Regions from separate parts of the Mus musculus genome. Here regions 1 and 3 are each linked to region 2. The links are chromatin contacts, called in public promoter capture Hi-C maps. All regions are on one chromosome and are shown on one strand. Each heading gives the region's core, a stretch centred on a gene start, on an enhancer-like site or on the middle of the called end of the contact. The rest is flanking DNA. Distances are from core to core; before and after follow the strand shown. Region 1 holds the start of 1700095J07Rik (RIKEN cDNA 1700095J07 gene). Region 2 holds the start of Cpa4 (carboxypeptidase A4). Region 3 has its middle 18 kb from the start of Gm40359.

The links. Promoter capture Hi-C pulls out the DNA fragments that hold promoters and counts their contacts.
Region 1: a contact with region 2 is called in a promoter capture Hi-C map of hippocampal neurons, with 4 times the contacts expected there. The contact joins the promoter of 1700095J07Rik here to the promoter of Cpa4 in region 2. A contact is called at or near these places in 4 of 39 promoter capture datasets (3T3-L1-derived adipocytes, hippocampal neurons, liver and 1 more).
Region 3: a contact with region 2 is called in a promoter capture Hi-C map of hippocampal neurons, with 4 times the contacts expected there. The contact joins the enhancer-like site here to the promoter of Cpa4 in region 2. A contact is called at or near these places in 19 of 39 promoter capture datasets (the 3T3-L1 cell line, 3T3-L1-derived adipocytes, the C10 cell line and 13 more), 1 of 15 datasets of contacts at CTCF or cohesin (the NIH/3T3 cell line), 1 of 484 Hi-C or Micro-C datasets (bone marrow-derived macrophages), 3 of 115 datasets of contacts at active chromatin or transcription factors (embryonic fibroblasts, embryonic stem cells and forebrain) and 2 of 9 other capture datasets (embryonic stem cells and pancreatic islet).

The regions. Positions count from the first base shown.
Region 1 is chr6:30,302,734-30,306,019 of GRCm38.p6, reverse strand. 1700095J07Rik (RIKEN cDNA 1700095J07 gene) reads right to left here and starts at 1,405. Exons shown (of 2, transcript NR_166056.1): 1 at 931-1,405. Ube2h (ubiquitin-conjugating enzyme E2H) reads left to right here and starts at 1,481. Exons shown (of 7, transcript NM_009459.3): 1 at 1,481-1,968. The coding sequence starts at 1,916.
Region 2 is chr6:30,566,818-30,569,772 of GRCm38.p6, reverse strand. Cpa4 (carboxypeptidase A4) reads right to left here and starts at 1,404. Exons shown (of 11, transcript NM_027926.3): 1 at 1,312-1,404. The coding sequence starts at 1,379.
Region 3 is chr6:31,031,328-31,034,485 of GRCm38.p6, reverse strand. No RefSeq gene overlaps it. Among named protein-coding and RNA genes, the nearest start is that of Gm40359, 18 kb to the right of the region's middle. Within about 2 kb of position 1,360, at least 54 of the 459 cell types and tissues checked have an H3K27ac peak or open chromatin away from gene starts, as enhancers often do. A contact at or near this core is called in forebrain and hippocampal neurons, where this site is marked.

The sequences.
Region 1 (3,286 bases), core at 156-2,655, 260 kb after region 2:
CAGGCAAAGGAGGCTGGGGGAGCCACTCTAGGAAAGCTGGTAGGGGCAATAACACCCTAGGGAGTCTGGTGCAGACAGTGAGAAAGACAAATCTTGTTTTGTTTTGTTTTCTTCCTTCAATGAAGTGATCAGATAAAGGTGGCTAGAAGTCTTTTCATACCCGTCTGCTGACAGATTTCTCCTAGGAGAAAGCAATGGATAGTCTTTTTTTCTCCCCAGAACATAGAGTGGAAGTTACCAGGGGCTGGTGGGATGGGGAGGAGGGGTTATTCTTTTAAGGGCACATGATTTCTGTCTGGATTGATGAAAAGGTTCAGGAAATGAGCACTAGTCATACTTGCACAATATTTAATGGTTTTTTGCTGTTGCATTGAATATTTAAATATGGTTAACATTGTATATTTTATATGTATGTTACAACTAAAAAAAAAAAAATAGCTGGCATTTTGAAGGGTAGAAAGATAGGAGCAAATGATCTTCAATTTAGCCCTCAGTACCTGACCTGACAAAGTCCAAGTGTGTGTCATAGAGAAAAGACAATAGATAAAGCTTTTGAGGATACTTGGCACTATTCTGCCTCTTTTACCTTGTTGCTCCTTAGGTTTACAGTACTTTTGAGCCCTGTAGAGCAGTATATCTCAGACTTCACTGTTCAGGGAACTGTCTGAGAACTTAGTTCAACTGCATATGTTAATTGAGTAGGCCTAAGGCCCTTCTAGAGGCATTCCTTCCTAGTTCTCAAATGATGCTGACACTCTGGTCCATTCTGGGAGAGCTGTGTAAATTTCATCTTCATCTACACTGTATCCTCAGAGTCATGAACTGATATAGGAGTTCAGAGGGCAGAACTGTGTCTTTGTTCTGCATTATAACTTATTTAGGGTGCTTCTATCAGTCACCTTTGTGATTTTAAAAAGGACCTCAACTTACCTCAAATTCTGTAGAATGAGGATGTTAGTATCAAATTATTTCTGTTCTTTGCTGCTTCTACTGCAGTTCCGGAGTTGTTGACCTTGTTTGCATAGAGGGTAAATGAACCCTGTTTGCAAGCTCTGGGGAAGCCTTACTGTAGTCTAAATCCCTGCAAACCAATTCCCTCTGAAGAGGGAGCAGAGTGGAGAGAACATGCTGGTGTGGGAATTTCCAGATTTGGACGCCAGTCTGAGTAATTGCCACTTTGGCCTCCTCCATATCCAAACAGCCTTTGCAGCACTGTTGAGAGGGTGGTACATAAAGTATGAATGTAATCATACTGCCATTATTTACTACCGTCGTTTATGTTGATGGTAACGACACTGGCAGTTGATCGATGAAGTGTGTGAGGAGGTTGGGGGAGGGGGCGGAGGGAATGCACGATGGCAGGAGAAAGAGGAACTACATCTCCCAGAACTCCCCTGACAAGCTTACACCGCGACGACGATGCTCCTCCCCTCCCACCGGCGCCCCGCCCCTCAGATGACGTCACAGAGGTGACATCACGGCGCCTAGAGCGAGGCTAGGGTAGAGAGGCCGACCGAGCTGGAGTCGTCGGCTTGTGGAGGAAGCAGCTGGGAGCTGGCGAGAGCGTGAGCGAGCGGGCGGGCAGGCGAACGAGCTAGCGCAGGCGGGAGGGAGCGGCGCACGGCGCGGAGCAGCGGCAGCCCGGGCCGCGGCGGAGCCTCAGTCGGAGGGCAGCCCGAGCGGGCGCCTCGGTCCCCGCCCCCACTCGGCGGGGCAGTGCCCGGTGTTCCCCCGTGCGGGGGGCGGCGGCTGAGCGGACCCCACGGGACCGCGCGGGTGTTGCCACCTCGGCCGAGGAGCCGGCGAGGCCGCGGGGCCCTGCGAGCTGGGCCCGGAGCCCGTGACAGACGGGCCAAGGAGGGGAGAGAGGCGGCGGCGGCGCAGGCGACGGGGAGGCAGCGGCAGCGGCGACACCATGTCATCCCCCAGTCCCGGCAAGAGGCGGATGGACACGGACGTAGTCAAGCTGTATCCTTCATGGAGGGGAATTCGGACTGCGTGTGGGGCGGGTGGGGGTGCCCACTCGAGGGCTCCGGGGCACTCCAGGCCACTGGCCGCGCCTCCCCTCCCTCCCCCAGTGCCTACGGCGGCCCCTTGGCACCTCCCCGGAGCCGAGGGCTTTTTCAGTCCCCCTTTATCTGCAGCCCCCCGAGATGTGCGTTGTTCTTCGCCTTCCTTGCACTCCCCCCCCACCCCCAGCCCCTGACTTTCCCTCTACGACGTTTGGATTCCTAAGACGGCCCTTTCTTAGGGGTGTGTGTGGGGGTATAACTAGACGCCTCCTTCGTCACCGGGAGCTCATCTTCAGGGTCTTTGCTTCCTGTTTGCTAGCTTTGGGTTTATGGGTTCATTATAGAAATTCCTGAGAGGGAAGCCTTTCTCTCTCTCTCTCTTTCTCTCTCTCTCGGGTGTCCCTGTTCCTTCCAGTCACAGTGCTGCTTAAACTGGGGTAACTCAAGCAACCTTCTTTATCCCTAATTCCTTTCTATATTAGGAAGAGAGTAGCCTGCCCAGGGCCCCCTCTTGTAATAAAGAGCTCCGTGTGTTTTAAATCAGACACTCCTGTTAAGCCTTCTGGTCTGGAGAACCTTCCTGTTTTTCTTTCTACTCACAAAGCCTATCCCACTCATAGTGCATGCAGTGAGGACCCCCAGGCCCTCTTAGCAGGCAGGCCACCCTCCATATTGTGGAACTGACAGCTGGGACGAAGGAGAGAAAGGAGCTCCCCGAACAAAATAGCCACTTGAGCAAAACTCCCTCTGAGGATATGGTTCTTGGGGACTGCTTGCCCTGATCTGGGCCAAGTGACACCTTTTATTTTCTACCCCTTCCCCCAGCTTTATATACACCCGAGGTTGCAGTGGGAGAGCTGTAACTGATAAGAGTCCTCCAGGCAGTGGTTTTGGTTGGAATCCAGGCTGATTTTTTTTTGCATGACCAGTAGAGAAATTCGCGAAGGTTCCTAAGGCAAATCGAGCATTTAAAAAAATGTTTTTATTTTTTGAGGGTGGGGGTGAGAGCCCAGTGTTGTAAATAGCTGATCCCCAGGGAGAGGGTGAGGGGGGGCGGTAGTGTGTGAAAGGCTGTTAACAAGTCTTGTCTCCTGTTTCTCTTTTCTGCCTCGCCCCCATCCCCCAACCATTTCCCCCGTTGCAGGATTTTGTTTATATAACTCAAGTTGTTTGTCTAGATTCTTCAGGTAATTCCTTCTCTTACTTGTTGCTGTTTTTTATTTTTTTATTTTTCCTAAACATCAGTGGTGGTTGTCAAAAACTCAGTTATGGAA
Region 2 (2,955 bases), core at 155-2,654:
CTGTTCATTAAAACCATTTGCAATCAGCCCCATCACACAGCCCTTTAGATGCACGGGTCCTGCAGCGAATACTCTGGGACCCAGCCCCACTGTCTCAGTGAAGGTGCCCACTGTATCACAAGAGAGGTCTGTATCCTGAAAAATAGAGATTTTCCAGCCACATGAAGAGCTGCAGTGGGAGCCTGACAGCTCCATTCGTCAGCCCACACAGCAGCAAGTGTAGTTATGACACACCTACCGCTGAGCTGCCTGCGGAAAAATCTTACTCCTTGGACACCTGCTACGCCTAACCCCTCCAAGCTATTTGGCAGCGGAGACAGGTATGAACCATCATCCCCATAAAAATTACTCCATCTCATGTAAGTAATTGCTTCAATAAACAGTCCTCGAGTCCCTTTAACCAGACAACACAGTAGAGCATAAACTCGCATATACGGGTAGACCGGTGAGATAGAAGATTCCATTTGATTGGCTTGTGTTACAGAAAAGGGGTATGAGCCTTGCAGTCAGCATTCCAGCTTCCGTGCTGACCAGCTAAGTAGCTTTGGGCAGCTTCCTTAACCTTTTTTAAGGCTGGGTTTTTGGGTTTTTTTTTTTTTCATGTTTAAATTAAGGAAAATAACACCCTTGCCTGACAGAGCTCTTACATGATCCACAAGACAAGGCACGTGAAAGCTCTTTGCAAAAGGCAAAATGTTATGCGGTGATGGATTATTCTATCACAGTCTTCTACGGTGGTACCAGAGCATCCCTGTCATCACCCCTGCCTCTCTGACTTCCTGTCCCTCACCAACTCCACAGTGTCTGCATGGAGCATGTGAGCCTATGCACGCACAGGCACACAGAGTCCCGGGGTACAGTTCTGTAGCTACAGCTAGACATGACCTATTGGATCTCCTTGTTCCAGAAGCCTGTGGAATGCACCAGCTATACACAGGTTTCACCAATGATAGAGACTATCTGTCCCCAAAGCCTGAGAACCCAGCTATTCCCTTTAAACCGGGCAGAAACTGCCAAAGCCTTTCTGACCATTCTTCCGAATTAATGGTGTAGGAAGAGGTGAGATAGAGGATTGGCCTTAGAAAGAAGGAAGAAGATACAAAATTAGCTGGAGGTTAAGGAGCTGGGGAGGATCTGTGGAGACCACCAGCTTTGATTTCACAGGAGAAGTCAGGTTTCAGAGAGAAGTGGCTGGTCCAGGACAGTGGGACAGAGGAGATATAAGCCCAGCCCTACCACCTAAAGTATAATTCATTTGGCTCCCAAGTTGGTGAAATAACTAAATGCTAATAAAGTTCAAAAAGAACTCACCCAAAGAATTTATCTCGGCCGCAGATGCCTGCCCCAATCAGGGCCCCAAAGAACAGTAGCCACTTCATGTCTCAAGGGCGCCAGTCACATACTGACTGAGTCAAGCAGTATTTATAAGGAACCCGAGGCAGATTCATGTTCTCAGAAATGCTAATGTGGTTCTTCAGCACCCTTCCAGCTCTGACAAGGCAGCACCAGCCAGGGCCTCCTCCATTCCTTTCCAGTGATGAAGGCCCAGCCTTTCCATTTGCAAGGCAGGAACTTGCTCCGCAGGCTGGGAATGTCTTACCCAGGATGCCTCATTGTTCATCACTTGGCATCTCAGTGGTGATTTTGTGTGTGGGGTGTGTGTGTGTGTGTGTGTGTGTGTGTGTGTGTGTGTGTTTGAGAAAAGGGAAATATCCCCACACTGCTGGTTGGAATTCATAGATAGGAGAAGCCAGATTGTAAACCTGGGATGAAGTTACCTCTAGAGTAATAAAACCATTTTTGAAAGTGAAGACTATCAAGCAACCTTAAGCCAACTCCAAGGCTGCACTCTTGAGAAACCTGATCAGAGAGTTCAACAAAAGCAGATCATACAGAGGAGAGCTGATGGCCGCCTTTCTGGGTCTAAGGCCTGATATTTTAGGATTCCATTAAAAAAGATAAATATGGGTGGTGAACAATATAGAAAGGATGTGTTATGCTGAATAAATTAAGTTTTCCTTGAGATCTGAATGACAGAGAAGGCTTAATGATACTTGTTTTGTATTTATGTTTTAAATTGTACTATCTTTATGTGTATTTTTGTGTGCTTGTGTGAGTTTATAAATACCATGCACATGCAGGTATCTTTGAAGGTCAGAAGAGAGCACCGGGCTCCATCATGTCCCCTAGAACCGAGATACAGGCAGTGCTAAGCCACCATATGTATGCTGGGAATCAGACCTGGGTCCTCTGAAAGAGTCATCTGTCCGGTCCCAAGGTTTCTATTTATTTTATTTTTGACACATGAGCTCATTTTGTATCCCAGGTTAGCCTTGAACTCACAATCCTCTTGCTTCAACATTCCAAGTGCTGGACTAATAAGTCCAGGTCTCTTTGTTTCCTTCTTTTTTTCTTCTTTTCTTTTCTTTCTTTCTTTCTTTCTTTCTTTCTTTCTTTCTTTCTTTCTTTCTTTCTTTCTTTCTCTCTCTCTCTCTCTCTCTCTCTCTCTCTCTCTTTCCTTCTTTCTTTCTTTCTTCCTTCCTTCCTTTCTCTCCCTCCTTCCCTCCCTTCCTTCCTTCCTTCCTTCCTTCCTTCCTTCCTTCCTTCCTTCCTTCCTTCCTGTTAAAACAGGGTCTCTCTGTAGTATTAGCAGTTCTGGAACTTGCTATATAGACCAGGCTGGATTCAAACTCACAGAGATCCTTCTGCCTCTGCCTCTGTTTAAGGTGTGTGCCACCATCAGCTCCCTGCTTCCCTCCCGCTGTCTGCACTCTTTCCACACCTGCTGAAGGGCAGGTACACAGAACTGGAGATCCTGGCTGGGAGTGTTGGAATCTCTTCTGACACTTGTTAAAACATTGAGAAAGACTTTACTAAAGATCATTGTCAGAGAGCTCATGACTACAGCAGTAGGAGGTTTAGTTTAGTCTCCAGGCCAAATGCAACCGGGACAAT
Region 3 (3,158 bases), core at 111-2,610, 460 kb before region 2:
TAACTATAAAATTTAAAAATTAAGCCATGGAACCTGGCATGGTGGAGCATACCTTTATAATCCCAGCACTCGGGAGGCGGAGGCAGGTGGAGTTCTGAGTTTGAGGCCAGCTTGGTCTACAAAATGAGTTCCTGGACAGCCAGGGCTATACAGAGAAACCCTGTCTCAAAAAAAAAAAAAAAAAAAAAATTAAGCCATGGAAGACAGACTATAGATTGTGTAAAAATGTATGCTTGATAGATAGATAGATCTGAACTAATTAAAGATTTCAATCAGAACTGAATTTACAGAGTGTATGCAAATTAGTAAAAGATAATCCAAATTAAAATACTCAAGCTATTTGGGAAACACTTGATAACGAGGATGGGGCGGTCAGTAAATACCTGAGAAGGCACTCGGTCTCATTATTCATCAGGGAGTTATGAGAAAAAACCACAGACAGGATACCACTTCACACCCCTTCGGATGCTGTTAAAAATAAAATAACCAGTTCACTCATTAACCACTGAGTCAGGGTTGAAACTGAGACCACTTTGGAAAATGTTTCAATAATTACCTTCTATAGGATGGAGGAATTCCACAGCACATCCCCAAGAGAAATGGAAGTCCATCTTCCGAAAATTACTTAGGCACATATTTATATATATTTATTCATAATAAACAAAGTCTAGAAATAACGAAATGTTCATCAGGCAAATAAGGAAACAGTGATATACTACTCCCCAGGGAGGTGGACCGGATTGGAAAGTTAAAGCAGGTTCTTGTTGTGCACAGCACAAATTAGTTATATATGGGGACAGTAGTTAAGTTTTTGTTTTTTTTTCTTTTGGTTTTATTATTATTTTTTTTAATCTTCAGTAGTCTTTGATGCAGCTTATATGAAGATAATTGTTGTTCTGTTAACTGAATACCACTCTGTAATTGAAAAAAGAAAGGAAGGAAGGGGGAGAGAGAGAGAGAGAGAGAGAGAGAGAGAGAGAGAGAGAGAGAGAGAGACACGGATTGCTGGTGTATACCACAGCATAGATAAGTCTTCAAAGGACATATTAGTCAGTTATCCAGAAAGGTGGGAAGAGACGTTGTATACATACGAATAGTTATAGATAACAGATAGGTAACTGACAGGAGTTGGAGAAAAGATGGGTGGGTGAGTCGATGTGATGTAGCTGATGTGGGTACAGACATAAAGAGAAAGCCAGAATTGGCTCATATAATGGCGACCGAGATGATATGTTGCCATATCCTCTGGTGGCCACAAGATGGCGACGTAGAGCTGCTGGCTCTAACTCAGCCTGAATCCAAAGGCTTGGAAAGCTGGGTGGGGGTGGGTAGCGTTGGCGCTGTAAGCCCTGGAGATGGCAGACCCAGGGAAAGGAAGCAGAGGCTGGCCTAGCTGAGAAAAAGAGGCAGCCTACCTCTGCACTTTTGTCCTATGTAAGCCTCAGGCCTGGATGACATCCACTACAACGGTGAGGACAGATCCCACCTACAGATCAAACTCAGTCGACCAATTTGATACTAATCTCTTGTAGGAATATCCTCATAGGCCCAGAGATCTTGTTTATGCTTTGGCCTGCCTTAACATAGTCAACCTGGCCTGTGAAATTACTGCCGTGTACAAGATAAATCAAGAAATCGGTCACAAACAGGGCTCACCCTGTGTAAGTCCTTTCCTACGAAGTTCACATGTAGGTAAGCTAATCTCTGGTGATGAAAATCAGAACAACTTCCGTGTGTGGGGAGAATTTACTAGAAAGTAGCACAAAGAAATTTTGGAAGATGATGAAAATATGTTCTATGTTGATTTGAGAGCTGTTTCATAGGTTGACACATTTGTCAAAAGTTATCAGTGTGTGTGTATATATATATATATATATATATATATACATGTCTGCATACTTCTTTGCATAAGCTCATTAAATCGGAATTTTAGGGCAGAGCAGATGGCTCTGTGTGTGAAAAGGACTTTGGTGCACAAATGTGAGGACCCGAGCTTAGATTGAGAAAGTCCATGAAACACTGGTACCATAGCACATCTACCGCAGGTGTGCCTCCTTTAAGATGGGAAGTGGAGACAGGAGAATCCTGGGATGCTCCAGCCAGCTAGCCTGGTGGATGAAAGCTGAGAACAGCTGATACTGTCCTGACCTCTACCCGCCCAGTGTGACACAGACATCTCTCTCTCTCTCTCTCTCTTTCTCTCTCTCTTTCTCTCTCTCTCTGCCTGCCTGTCTGTCTCCCCCACCCCCACCCCACACACACATTTAGAAAAAGTGTTTTTAAAGTAATTTTTGGAATTGAATCTTAAATTCGATCACAAATATTATTACATTAATTCTTATTTCTATAATTCTTCTGCATGGTTATCAGTGAAGCCACATGTAACCAGGGGTATATGTACCCAGGTCTTCTAAAGCTTGAGTGTAATTTTAAAGGCTTATTGTGATCAATAGGACCTAATTCACAAATGTAAATTAGGTGAGAATATGATTTAAAATTATAAACATTATCATAATATTTTTGAAGAAGCTGACAAATATCACCAGCATTGCCCTTAAAAAAATTCTGGCTTAAGCCCTGTTTTTCCTGTGTTTTGGCCACATGACATTTGATCACTGGTTCATATAACAGCAACTTTATAGTGTTTTCTCCAGAAAGATAACTCACTCTTCTGGTATAGCTAGTACAATTTTCGTTGTTTTTGAGCCAAGAGTCTCACTGTGTGTAGCCCTGGCTGGCCTGGAACTCACTACAAAGACTAAGCTCGTGATTCCCCTGCCTCCGACTTCTGGATGCTCAGATCATAGGTGCACACCACCTCACCCAGCTGGAAAAAACTGTTTTATGATTCCTTGTTGGACTGCATAAGAGGAACAACTTTGCCCACAGGAACCGTTGTGAGCGTGCTATGGGCCCTGTAGAAATTCTTTCATGGGATTCCTATACAAGTGCACAGTAGTATTTACAATTGCGTGTGCTACATTATGGAGTCTGATAAAGGAGCCCTTTTATTTTGGTTAGATATGTCGCATCCTGAGCTTCCCATTGTCTTTGTCTAACAAGGTATGTCAGAGTTCCCTGTGGACCGGCATTTGCTGTTGGCATCTCTACCAACATCATTATGGTGCTGGGCACACACTCTTACCATAACATGACCA